Regions from separate parts of the Zea mays genome. Here region 2 is linked to region 1. A link is a contact called in public Hi-C data. All regions are on one chromosome and are shown on one strand. The core of a region is the stretch at or near the end of the contact, and the rest is flanking DNA. Distances in the headings are between cores, read along the strand shown. Region 1 holds the start of LOC100383516 (putative protein kinase superfamily protein). Region 2 holds the start of LOC103641619 (protein transport protein Sec24B).

What was found. A called contact is a pair of places that touch in the nucleus more often than the background predicts.
Region 2: a contact with region 1 is called in a Hi-C map of leaf mesophyll, with 3 times the contacts expected there. The contact joins the promoter of LOC103641619 here to the promoter of LOC100383516 in region 1. A contact is called at or near these places in 6 of 25 Hi-C or Micro-C datasets (bundle sheath, ear, endosperm and 3 more).

The regions. Positions count from the first base shown.
Region 1 is chr10:116,328,127-116,335,161 of Zm-B73-REFERENCE-NAM-5.0, forward strand. It overlaps LOC100383516 (putative protein kinase superfamily protein), which reads right to left and starts at 4,166. Exons shown (of 3, transcript NM_001176164.1): 1 at 3,916-4,166; 2 at 1,721-3,386; 3 at 398-1,436. The coding sequence starts at 3,294. The coding sequence ends at 599.
Region 2 is chr10:116,704,638-116,711,499 of Zm-B73-REFERENCE-NAM-5.0, forward strand. LOC103641619 (protein transport protein Sec24B) reads left to right here and starts at 3,790. Exons shown (of 13, transcript XR_004853266.1): 1 at 3,790-4,281; 2 at 4,388-4,456; 3 at 5,496-5,549; 4 at 5,645-5,817; 5 at 5,934-6,120; 6 at 6,249-6,388; 7 at 6,460-6,614. It overlaps LOC100283643 (ferredoxin-3), which reads left to right. Exons shown (of 2, transcript NM_001156544.2): 2 at 1,211-1,853. The coding sequence starts at 1,228. The coding sequence ends at 1,692.

The DNA.
Region 1 (7,035 bases), core at 2,916-5,415:
CTTATGTAAGGTTAGTCACCCAAATTAAACAACCTTAGATAGACAGAAAAAACTAGACACTGTAGCAATTTAGTCAACGAAATAAACATGCCCTCGATCTCTCACCGAGTCTGAATGAGATGAACCTAACCGTACACACTTGTTCATCAGTAAAGAACGATCGTAATTGTATTGGTGGTAGCAGGAAATGCACTTAACTGCCGAATCCGTGCTCCTAAGTCCTAACTTTGTACAGTAGTACAGTAGTAAACCTACTACGTTATTAACATGGAATAAAGTTACAGGCCGACTCCCAGCTGTATCATCAAGTAAGCGAGGCACAAATTGTTCCATCCAGCAACACAATGTACACTTTCTGCCAGCTGCATCTCAGCATCTCGCACATGCCCAGGAATTTCCCAACCGTGTCTTCTAATATTTGATGGTATTAACAAGGCATAAAGTTACAGGCTTAACAGCCAATCTTACCTTACTTCCCAACGATGACTAACTTTCAACAGAAAACTGCAGGGAAGAGGGACTAAGACTACTCTTGCTAGCTTATCATGATATTTGATATATCCTTGACACTACAACAGCGATGCCACTACAGCTACAACTAAAAGAGCTCGAACTCGATGTCGTCACCATTCAGCCGGAATTCCAGACATTTGCCTTCCTTTTTCTTGCGTGTCGTTACAGGTGTTGGTGCAGTGTCAATGTTCTTCAGGGTCTCTGGTGGTGCGGTCCACCGGATCAAGGCCCAGTTCAGGCCTTCAAAGAAGGGATGCCGCTTAATCTCAGTGGCTCCTCTCGACGAGCCAAGCCGGTACTCTGGCTCTTTCACAAGCAGCCCTCTGATCAGATCTCGAGCGTGGAAGCTTACAGCTGGATTATCAGGGAACTTCAAGCCCTGTGAGATCACATTTGAGAGTGTTTCCTCATTGCCAGGTCCCTTGAATGGTGTCTTGCCATAGAGTAATTCGTAAAGGAAGATTCCAAGAGTCCACCAATCAACTGAACTACCATGGCCATCTCCTCGAATAATCTCTGGGGCAAGATATTCATGGGTCCCAACAAACGAATTTGATCTTGCTTCCGTAGGTTCAACAACGAGCTGTGGAAGTGATGGTTTCTTCAGAAGCTCGGCTCTAGGCCTTCGTGACGAAACCAGACGAGGCGTGAAGCAAGAGGAATTGCTCCAGGATGGCTGGATACACAGCGGATCAATGCAGCTTTGTGCACAAGGACCAGAAGGCCTGCTGGGCTCATCTCTGCCTACGGATGATATTCTCACAAGCATTGGGCTCACTGAGCACCTCAGAGACAGATCAAAGTCTGAGAGCATGATGTGCCCATCTTCTCGAACAAGTATGTTCTCTGGCTTCAGATCACGGTAAATGACCCCCAACATATGGAGATACTCCAAGGCTAAGAGGACTTCAGCGACATAAAACCTACAAAATGTAGATCTCTTGAATTACAATAGCTCAGTACTAAAATGAAACATATAAATAAAATGTAAATTCTCTTAAGTTACAATAACTCATTAGTAATATGCAACCTAAATAAAAAATGCAAAATATTGGATTACAATAGCATGGTTCACTATCACTGGACAAAAAAACATCTATCTGGTAGCAAATGCAGTGAGATTATATAAACACCATTTTTAGTTCTTGGTAAAGTAGCTAATAGTGCATAAAGATAGCACATTGATGACACGACTAAAGGTCCATACCTTGCAGCTGCTTCCGAAAAGGTTTTGGTAGGTTGTTTCTGCCTAAGAACATGCAGGTCACCACCAGGGCAAAACTCCATTACCAGACAAGAAAGGTTGTCCGTCGTGAAATGAGAATACAGAGTTGGAAGGAACGGGTGGTCGAGCATTTGCAGTATCTCCCTCTCAGTTTGTGCTCTGAGCATTTTCTTTCTGCTTATGAGGTACTCAATGTCCATAACCTTCAAAGCGAACATGCAGTCTGATCCCACTAACTCAGCCAAATAAACAGTGCCAATATCCCCACAACCAAGTTGTTTGAGAAGCTTGAAGTTCTTCAATCCCAAGCTCCCTTGTTGGATAGCCATGCACCTGATGGCTCCCCATCTCACATCCTTTGACATGTGAGGCCTGCTTCCGTTAGCACTGAAGCTGCCATAACTGTCCTCACTGATGCTGGTGCTGGTGCTATAATCACCAATGCTACTCTTAGAGCTTTGGGAGCATTCACCCTTCTCCTTTGATCTTGACAGCTCACCAACCTTCGGGCCATGGATCACACCAGTGCCACACCCTTTGGTGCCAAAATCAGATCCATCAACAGTGGAGCTGACAGCAGCCTTCTTGTTAGCTGGTGCTGGGGTTCTGGGTTCATCCTGAAGGGACTCCTTCTGTTTACTAGCGTGAGACTTAGGACCTTTCGTCTCACAATGCTTGTGCGATGCGGGCACTATAGCAGGTTCAGGTTTGACCTTCTTTTTGGTCGAGGTTTTGTTCCGAAACATTGGCCTCACCAGCCGTGAGCCACCGACCGGAACAGCCCGGGGGCTAGACGTTTTCACAGATTTCCCCTTCCTTTGCCTTGGCAGTGTTGCTCCTACAGAAACATCTTCAACCGCCTCTGATGACTTGTTACTGATCACATCTTGGATTCTGGTTTTGCGAACCTTGACTGCGGTAGGAGATGCTGATCTCAAATTCTTCTTGGCTGAGCTCTTACTCTGCCCCTTGCTGATTTCATTTGCCTTACCAATCGAACTTCCTGCCAGTTTCTCAGGCAGCATATAAACGTTGCCCACCTTACTCTTGTCATCTTGCTCCCCGTTGGCTTGAACTGCAACAGAGCCATATAGCTTCTTGGTCGCCCCAGAATCAGAAGGGGTGGACGCCCCTGTCGGTTTTGACAGCCTCTTCATGGCTGCCATTTCCGACGCCTGGGAGATGCACATCTTCCTAAGGGCCTGCTTCAGGCTCACGGACTCCACAATCTCTGAGCCCGACACCGGCGACTTCCCGAGCCCAATAAGCCATCTATCGGTGCTCCTCTGCCCAGAAGCCCTCGCCGACGTGCGCACGTTGACCGACCTGATGAGCTGGTCAAGGTCATCCTCCAGCGAGCACGACCGCGCCCCATCCTCCTGCCCCACGGGCTTGACCCTCACTCTCAGATGCGCAGCAGGACGAGCAGCTTTCGGGTCGTCCGCCAGCTCGACTATCTCCGCGCACCCGGAAGAACCCATCCCCTTGGAGCCTTCCTGTTCCACCAGCTGCACCTTCATCTGGACGGGAGGCCGGCCGTAGAACGGCTGCCGCATTTCAAGGCACCAGCACCGGCAGTCAGTCGCGTGCACTTGGGCCAACAGAGAAGCCGCTGTCCTGGGTCGAGAGCCGCCGGCATCACGGAGCCCTGCGCAAGATCGAAACATGAAATGTGAATCAGGTAACGATGGAGAGAGAGAGAGAGACAAAACAGACGGAACTAGCACAAATGGTAGGAAAAAGCCGTTTAAAAACTCTCTAGGCCCGTAGATCTTGGTGGTGCCCAACGTCCGGCCGTTTCTCTCTTATTACCTTACCCGCTCGAAAGCTAAGATTTTTTTGCATTTTTTGTTTGTAATAAAATAAAATGGGAAATGAAGGGAGATAGCAAATGGAGCAACAGAGATGCGGTAGGTAGGTGAGGCAGGGCGGCGGTTCCGCTTCTTTTCCTAGCAAAGACGATGCAAGATCCGTTAACCCCCTCCTGGGCGTTGAGGGAGAAGACGACGCAAGCAGCCGGGGTAAACGCCCCCCCCCCCCCCCCCCCCCCCCCCCCCGACCGAAAACCTGCGGATACGCTTACGCGACTTGGACAAAGACAGCAACCCGAACCAAACCCAAGAACAGAAAGGTGGCCTGCAAGAGGTGGAGCTGGCGGGCTGAGCGGAGGATCTTACCGGACGGCGGCGGCAGCGGGGAGCTGGTGCGGCCCGCGTTCGGTCGTCGTCGGCGGCGGCGGCGGCGCGCGCTGCTCCCACCTGGAGAATCTGGGTGCGGCGGGCGAGGATTTGCGGGAGTTTTAGGCCGAAACGGCGGCGAGACTGGGGAAGTGGAGTTGAAGCTTCAAGTGGGGCGAAAGCGGCAGCGCTCTGCAGCAATGAGCGGCGCGCATCACGAGGAGCAGATGATGGCTGCCTCTCCTTGGGCCCCTTCGACCCTGTGCCCTACTCCCTCTCTCTCTCTCTCCTTCATATGTAGTCTGTCTCCGTGGGACGCGCACCTCGCAAATAGATGAAGCCCTCGCCCCTCGCCCCTCGGGGCAGTCGGCACCACCCTAGGATTTACGGCTCTTTCTTTATTGCAGGCATTTATTAACACTACCTGTAGCCTGTAGTACTAGTAGAGGCGCGCAGCGTGCTGGCTACCGTGGCCGTGCTTCGCCCCCTTTTTCCTCGTGTCCCGCAACGGCCGCACTCCCTCCCTTGTCGGTGTGCTGAAGTAAAGCAAAGAGCCATGGAAGGACTGGAGCGAAGGGGAAAAGAGACATGCGGCGGAACGGACGTGAAGTTGCCCATCGTTAAAAACTGGACGTGGCATCCGCATCTGCTTTACCTTTTCCTTTTCCCGTTGTGGAGCTGTGACAACTACTAGCCGAGAGGAGCCTGCTTTTCCTTTTGGTCGCGTTGCCGTCCCCTGCTGGAAATTCAAACCTACTACCTACATACAATGCCGTGGTGGTTGTCATAGCGTTTGTCTGTCTAGAGAGCATGCGTACTACTAGAATTGTATATTATATAGAACGAAGACGAAGAAGGGGAAAAAACCGGGCATCTCAACGCTGCCGATTAGATCTGCGCGTTGCGTGGCCCGTCGCGTCGCGCCGTCAGCAGTGTCAAATGCTTACTTACTACGGACTAACCACTGTGCCAGTAGGTAAGCAGCTCGTAGCAACTTTTTGCGCAATTTGTTTTTTTAATAAAAAAAAAATAAATCGACCTGTCTTGCTGCAGCGGTGACGCTTGCAAGTGAGCTCTCGTGAAGCCCCGTGACGACAGCCGCAGCAGCGGTGGCTTGGACCTGGATAGCTTTGGCGCCGGCGACGCACCTGACCTGGCTCCTCGCCCGGGCGCCTCGCAGCATTACGTTCACTCACTCACAGAGTCACAGGCGCCTCGTGTGCGTCTTTGCTCGCGCCGCACCCCACCACCACCGCGCCCACCGCACGATCGTCCCTGCCGCGCGAGCGCATAATCATCTATCTGTTCGTCCGAGCACCGCCGCCGACGCAAATGCGATTGTGCGACGGGCGCCCGCGGCAGGCGGCGCGACGGACGGGGTGGGCCTGCCCTGCCCTGCCCTGTGGCGCGGTGGGGGCATTTCCGTGACTGAAGGCTAGGCGCACCACGTGGGAATCTCGCACGTAGCCCTTGGGAACGCCGAACGCCCGTCATCGCGGAACGGAGTACGGCTACGGCTGTTCGGAGCAGCAGGCATGTAAGCGTCCTAATTTTTTTTTGTATTTTAGCCCTTAAACAGAAGTAAAATCACGTTTAGACCTAAAAAAATTTTAAATGCAGTTTTGGACCCTTAGCTCGGCGACATAGCCTGTGGCGCCGAGCTAACACAGCTCGGCGCCACAGCCTATGGCGCCGAGCTGTGACGTGGCCGCAACGGCTAGTTGCGTCCAGGGCTGACCTGTCTCTGACGTGGCGGCGGCGCGGCCTCGTAGCTCGGCGCCACAGATCTTGGCGCCGAGCTACGAATTCCTATAAAAACGCCCGCGCGGCTGGCCGAGAGCAGCTCATTTCATCCCATTTCCAAACTTCGTGAAAATTAGCTAGATTGAAAGATTTGAGTTGGTTCACTTCGTAGGCCAAGGTATGATTTCCAACTGATTCGTTTTGTATATTGGGTTTTTAGTTTAATAATTTGTATACACCTATTATATTATCATTTCGATTATTAGTTTGTGTAAACTTGTTATAAAGCATAATAGGTACAAGTGATAATTATTAAATGAAAGACATGTAAACTTATTATAAACTCATTTCGATTATTAGATGAAAGACATGTACCGAGAGGCGTTGTGGCAGAAGAGAGGTCGTCCTCGGGAGTTATATCCGGACGTATCTAGTAAGGATGCTCCTGTTCCTCCTGAACTCCCCGTGCCTAACTGTGACTGTGGCAGACTGGCTTGGGTACATCAATCACAACATCCAGACACGGCTGCTCGCTGCTACTACCTTTGTGGCACTTTGGACGTACGTAGCTTATGACTTGTCACTTAATTTTGTTCGCATTCATTATTTTGTAGATATGTAATAGTGCATCTTTCCATTATTTTAGGGACATCAGAGGTGTTTCTTTTTCCAGTGGATCGATGGTCCTGATAAATTTGACCCTCGATATCTTCTTTTCGTTAATTGGTTGAGTGGAAAGACCAGTCATGAGCGTTTTAAGCGTTGGGTACCTCCTCCCCCGAATCCTCCACCAATGACGGATGCGGAGAAGGAGGTAGCAACAGAAAGACGGATGGACTCACCGCCTCGATGCGATTGTGGAGACCGTGCTGTCATCGACGAAGACTATGACAAGCAGTTCTGTTGTCCGAACATTGATTATGTGAGCCCATTGATACGCTAAATGTATGAACTAGTTTTTATTTACAATAAATTACTAATTTTTTCTCCTGCAGCCATACGGGCGGCGTAAGTGTCGTTTCAGAGAGTGGTTGTATGGTCCTTTGTCCCATTGGCCAGAGCCAGAGGTAAAGGAAAAGAGATACATGGGGTGGGCGGTAGAAGAGGTCAAATTTGATCCAGTACTCTGCAAATGTGGTATTGAAGCTAAGTATGGATTAGTTCCTTCGGAGCTTGGTGTTGGATATTTTTGTGGACATATGGTCGATTACGATGAGGTTGGTATTTTTTTTGCACCAGATGTAATGTTATAGCGGTACTTACTATTTTTTTGTAGGAGACGAGGAAATGCAGTTGGGAGAGTTACGACGACAAAGGAGAGGTGATGCGCACAATAGAGTCCAAGAGAATAATGGGACAGAAGATGCGTTGTGGATC
Region 2 (6,862 bases), core at 2,540-5,039, 380 kb after region 1:
TGCATCCTTTATTTTGGTTTACGGGAATATTAACAAAAAAAACTGCTATAACAGTTCCTTCAATCAAGTTTCTAAATTTACAAAGTTCTTATTTAGACCTATTTCCTCCCCCCAAATGTAGCAACATGGAAGGGAGTCCCGAAATCTATTAGCCCGCCAATTCCAAGTGTATATTGGAGGCAGCAGCAGTGAATTGAAGCATTAAGCAGTGATCTGTGTCTGGCTATTGCAGATCCAAATGTTTAGTTTGTGTTATGCGTTGCAATACATTTGGATCATGAATGGCTCGAAATAAAGCAGAACGGCACCTGTTATTACAGATCCAAATGACAACTTCGAACACATTATCCAAATGTAATTCATTATTCAAACGCACAATAAAAATTACATACCCTGAAATTGAGAAGGGTACGACCCACTAAAAAATAGTAGTTGTTTTAGCTCTAGTTTTTTATATCCATATTCATTTGAATGATTATAAACATAGACATATATATACAACACATACATTAATTATTCATGAATCTAGTAAAAAGGTAAAACCGATTTTAATTTGGAACGGATGGAGTGCGAGCCTATTAAAAAGGTGAGCTGGCATAATTTAAAAATGTTTAGCAACCTAAAACTAGGGAACCATTCGAGAATAAAGGTTTTATTACTTTCAATATTTATTTAGGGACTTTCTAAACATGATATTTAGGGGTTTTTTTATTGAGAACTAGTGGAGATGCTAATTGCTAGAACCGGATGCTACTGCCTAATTGTAGCCCACTAGGGCTTGCCTTCAGCTGTACACCTTAGCCTGAAAGGCCTATTTGGTTCATAGAAGTTGAGGTTCTTACTTGACTTAAGGGATGTTTGTTTGGAATTATAATATGTCCAAATTATGTAATTAAATTTATTTTGAACTAAGTTTTAGTTTAAAATAAGTTAGTTTATATAATCTGGGCAGATTATAATCTCAAACAAACATGCCCTTAAGCTCTCTGAGTCGCATAATTCTGTCCGTGCTTGTTTGGGAGAAGGGGAATGGAGTGGTTTGAGGAGGCTAAAATCTCTCAGTATTCAAAATTGAATAGCGAGGGATTCTAACCCCCTCAAACTCCTCCTTTCTCCTTGCTCTCAAACAATCCCTGAGAGTAGTTAGCTTTCATATGTTGGGTGCTAATCTAATATTCAACTCTCGCCGTTCTGACTATGTATTTTCCAGGTATCGAACACCCAAAGATGGCAATGGCAACCTTCACATCATCCCCAGTTCTCTGCAGCTTCAGGACCATCGAACAGAAGAAGGCCCCTCTGCTGAACAACAGCACAAAACGGCCGCTTCACTTGGGCTTCCCAAGGAGCGTGCCGACGTCGCCGAGCTTGAGAGAGAGGCTAGACCTGCGCGTCGCCGCTGTCTACAAGGTGAAGCTCCTCGGCCCCGAAGGGCAGGAGAGCGTGCTCGACGTGCCAGAGGACAGCTACATCCTGGACGCTGCCGAGGAGGCCGGTCTCGACCTGCCCTACTCCTGCCGCGCCGGCGCGTGCTCCACGTGCGCCGGCAAGCTCCTGGAGGGCTCCGTCGACCAGGCAGACCAGTCGTTCCTCGACGAGGCGCAGGTCGGTGCCGGGTACGCGCTCACCTGCGTCGCGTACCCGACGTCCGACTGCGTCATCCAGACGCACAGGGAGGAAGACTTGTACTAGACCGGGCTGGTCCCCGTGCATGGATCAACCTTGCACTTCCATTCAGATTCGATCTTTGAGTTATTGACACTGTCCTTGGCACACGCTGTTGCGGTTGCAGCTTGCTAGAACTAATCGTCGTCCAGATAATTTGGCATGATGACCAAGTGCAGGTTCTTGTGATATGATTCTTCCCCGTGCTTTGTTACATCTGGTCTCTGGATATCAACCAAGCCCCGTCTTGAAATCAACCTGTCAGTTTCAGGCTTTCAGCTTCTCCCTGGAAAGAGACAGTCAAACAGATGGGAGCTTTCAGGGATGTTGCTGCGGCCAATGCAGACGGCAAGCGTTTACGTCGCCGAAAGGCCGGCTGGGCCGGCGGGCGCAATGATTTGGATGCTACTAGACAGGAACGTGTCACATGATGAAAACTGAAAATACGAAAAAGGTCCTGCGATCCTGATAAAACAAGGAGATGCCGCGCAGTTTGCTGTTGGAGACATGAGGACTCGCACCAAGCGATGAAACAGAAGTTGATGGAGTGGATGTATGGAATGGGAGGCGATTTGTAGCGTAGATGCGTAATTGTGCCAAATGCAAGAAAGAGATATGTTATTATTCAGGTGTTGTCCACTTGTACCTTTGCCAGATTGCCTAGTCCCATGCTCGTTTGGACATTGGAGTACTAGAACATGAGGCGTTCATACGGACGCCCTATCAAGAGAACACAAGTGATAGTATCTCCATTTGTCGGGTACCATATAATTAGGGGTAATTGTCGGGTACCATAATTAGGGATACTCAGATCACAATCTAAAGTGTCTAGATGCTTGAGTAAGAGAATGTCATAAGCAAATACGCTTCCAACCTTACTAAGGCGTGTAGAACCTAACTCCTGACTCGCCCGAGACCAACCTTGCGCGAGAAACTCATTCCCGACTCGTCCGAGGCTAGCCTCGGGCGAATAGCGTATTTCTGACTCGCCCGAAGGTATCTCGGGCGCCTCCCCGGAGCATGCCCATCTCGGCCAACCACTCCGATCCAGAACGTACGTCCGTACGTTCACTTACCTCGTTGAAGGTGCTAAAAGTCAACAAAAGGCGACGCGACCACGGTCTAATCTACCTATGTACCACTTATAGACCAAGCAAATATACATATATTAGCACAAATTATTATTTTAATAGTTTGTCTAGTGGGTATACCCTATACCGTACTAAACTATACGACAATAATTTTTACAAGCTGTTATTTCAAAATAAATTTATACTAGTAATTTAAATTTTTATCTCTATATTCTTATACGTTGTAAAATAATAATTTGTGCTAATATATGTATGTTTGCTTTAAATACGTCAATATTATTTTATAAAAATATAAAACAGTTTCACGACATGAAGCCACATGACGCAAAGGGAGAGAGATTATCTGGCGATCTAACCCGTTGATTTTAATGATATATTTAAGTCTGGGTGCAATTTTTTTGGTGGATTTAGAGGGGTTATAAGTGTGGGGTGATTTAGGTGTGTGAGTTTTGTAAAGTTTAAACTAGTGAATTATACAATGATGATATAAATATAGATGGATAATATTAGACCTTGTTCGTTTATTTCTATGTCACATAGATTGGATGAGATTGGAGAATTTTAATAGAGTTTTTGACTTTACTATAGACTTAAACTCACCTAAACCCCTACAATCCTCATGGATTGAGATGAAAAAGAACAAACCCTAAGGCATCGTTCAGTTATTCCAATTCCATATGGATTGACATGAATTAAAATGTATTTTAACTTGTTATAAATTTAAACCGATTCAATATCACACAATCCACATGGATCAATGGTGAAACGAACAAGGCCTTAGGGCTTTCGTCAATGGTGAAACGCTTGTTCATTTATCCGTCAATCCATGTGGATTGGATGATATTGAGTTGGTTTAAATTTATAGTAAATTAAAATCTATTATAATCTATTTCAATATATTCTAATCCATATAGAATTGAAATAATCGAACCAGTACTTTTTTGAATAATCCCTCGTCATGGTTCCTCTTCCCACCGTCCGACGCGACCCCAGTCGTCAGGATCATAGTAGACGCTTCCGATCAGCTTCCGTGGCCTGTTCCATTTCCAGTCCAGCACAGAAGGCCCTGCCCGCCGCGGCGCCGCCCACTCGTTAAACCACCAAAACCAAAACACTTCGAGACATGCAGCTTCCCTGAGATCTATCGTCACGTCGCCAGATCTAACCAAGCCCCAAATCTGCGCGCCGGCAATGGCGGTGCGCGCGAGCCTCGCCTGCTTCCCCTCCGACCCAGCGCTCCACGCGGCTTGCGGCATGCCGTGGGGCGTCGCCATCACCCCGTTCTCTGCCACAGATGAGCGCGGCTTCCCGCCGGCCACCGGCACCGAGGGCCACCTCCTCCCGCGCTGCCAGTCCTGCTTCGCCTACTTCAACTTGCTCTGTCCGCTCGACCGCTGGTCCTGGAACTGCGCCATCTGCGGCGCCGAGAATGACCTCTCCGCCGACGCAGCTGCGCGCTACGCCCGCGACGGTGGCCACGACCCGCCCGAGATGCGCTCCGCGTTCGTCGACCTCCTCCTCCCAGGTACACGTCTCTATCTATCTCTCCCTCTCTCGGCGTTCGGTTTGGATGCAGCGCGCTGTGGTACGGTGCGGTATTGCGGTAACCTGGTGGTGGTGGAATTTTGCAGTGGAGGAGGGCGAGGCGGCAGCGGCGGCGGCTCCGACGCCCGTGTACGTGGCGGCGATCGACTTGTCCTGTAAGATCTTACAGTTCCTTCGCAAGCTGTATATGTTTGGCGCTAGCATAACATTTTGGCTCCGTTTGGGAGAGCTCCACTCCCTGATTCTTCAGCTCTGCTCCTTCATTATCCGATGCAGTGATTCCATTGGATTCCTAGGAGGGAGCAGGGTGGGGAGCTGATGAGAATTGATTCTCTGATCATCCCCACCAGAACGTAACAGGGAGCAGAGTGCAACAGTTTTTTTTTTTTTTTTTTACTTCTAGCTCCTATTGTAAATGGAGAAGTGATTATCTCTGTATCCCCACCCAAATCGGTTGGCATTTTACGTGTTAGTGATTCTCTTCGTAGAAGATGAAGTTGAAGGTCTCTTAAACGGCCCCTTAGTGATTGGTGGTAATCATGCTCTGAATTTAGCTTAGTACATTATGGTACAATATGCATGGATTGAGTGCCTGCAGAGGGTTGTCATAGGTTGGAACCCGTTGGTGCTTACTGTGCTCGTGCTCTAAAAGGCTAAAACTTTGTATCCAATGGGTGGCAAGGTGATTTATATTTTCCTGGGGGTGTGTAGTAGTTGCTTTTATATAGTTGTCAAAGGGAAACAACATTGCAGCATTCTGATGCTTGATGAACACAGTTTCAGAATTCCGTTTGAATGATGGAATCCATTTTCATTAACATGGTGCTTGACTTTGGTGTTCCTAGTCAGTCAAATCTTTAGCCTCAATTTGTTAGGCTTATAGATTAAGTTACAGTTGGAGAATGAAACCCTAACCCTAACTAGGATTGAGAGTGTATTAATATAGACCAAGTAGCGGGGCCAGGCCCATTACACAGGGGGCATACAGGTAATTACAACAGGAGTAACCCAAAACCCTAACGAGGTTCTAACAGTTACACGGTTTTATCTGATAAACGAATCATTAAATTTTCCACAAACTTGAATTTGAGAGTACATCCCATGATTTTTTCCTTTCGTGGTTTCTCTCTTCTCTCTCTCATCTCGGTAAAGCTCACATGTTTCTGATGATTGTTTCTTCATATTGCATTTTAGCTTCAGAGGAGTTCTTGGAGCTAGTCAAAAGTGCTCTTCAAGCTGCTCTTGAAGGTGACCTCAAGTCCTTGGAGCTAATCTTTTGTTAAAGCATAATACTGGGAGTTCTCATAAAGCTACATACAAACTAATCTTTTGATGTAATGCAGCTCTTTTGCCAGGATCACTATTTGGACTTTTGACATTTAGCAGCAAAATAGGATTGTATGATGTCCAAGGTCCAATACCAATCGTGAAGAATGTGTTTATCCCTCCTGATTCTGATGGTGCCTTACAAGTCGACCTTGAAGATATCATGCCCCTTTGCTCATTTTTGGCTTCTGTATGTAAATTGTCCTGTCAGTTACAGTTTTCTCCTTATGTTTTTGCCTCTGGCTTGTGGTCCCAGAATATTCACCTCGCTTGTGTATATGCTAACGTCAAGTTACATCTTTACAGATTGATAGCTGCAAAGACCGCATTACTGAAGCACTTGAAACAATTAAACCAATGTCTTCCTGGGAAGTAGCAGCAAATGCGCACGATGGACAGGATCATGTATTGCATCACATACGTGGTTTTGGTGTAGCGTTGGATGTTCTTATCAACTACCTAAGTTCAGAATATGGAAATGCATTTGAGCTTGGTATGTTAATGCCTTGAGCCTTTGACCACAGCAATGTTTCATATTTTGTTTGAAGACTGTGGGGGTCTGTGGTACCTGACCTTATCTGCCACTGTAACTTGTCCTGATATATATATTTTTAAAAACAGCTAGGATATTTGCGTTTTTATCTGGTCCACCCAATTATGGGGCTGGGCAGCTGGATATAAATGAGGACCAAAATTCTGGTAAAGCAAGGGGTGCTGATCATATATTGCTTCAAGAGCAGACAAGTTTCTACAGAAATCTGGTAACTTTGCACAAAGATCAGTCAATATACTATGATAATATTTTAGAATATATCTGATTGGCATATCACAGGCTACTAGTGCTGTTCAAGCAGGTGTATGCGTGGACCTTTTTGCAATTACAAATGAATACACTGATCTTACTTCTCTGAAAGTTCTGAGTGTTGAGAGTGGTGGATCACTGTTTCTATATTCCAGTACAGATGAATCAACACTTCCACAAGATATGTAAGTTTAGTCACTAACTTTATGTTTATCTATGTATTCAGTAGTTAGATCATTACTTAAAAGATTTATTGGATAAATGCTTAAGCACTTCTTCTTTATACTCATAGTGGAAAGCTGTCCCAATTAATAGATTATCAATATTCTTATTGTGTGGTCAATGGTTTAGTACTGGATTATGTTGAATTGATGTTTGTTCTTGGTTGTGTGCTACCTGAATGTCCATGCTATAAGATAGATACTCAAATGTA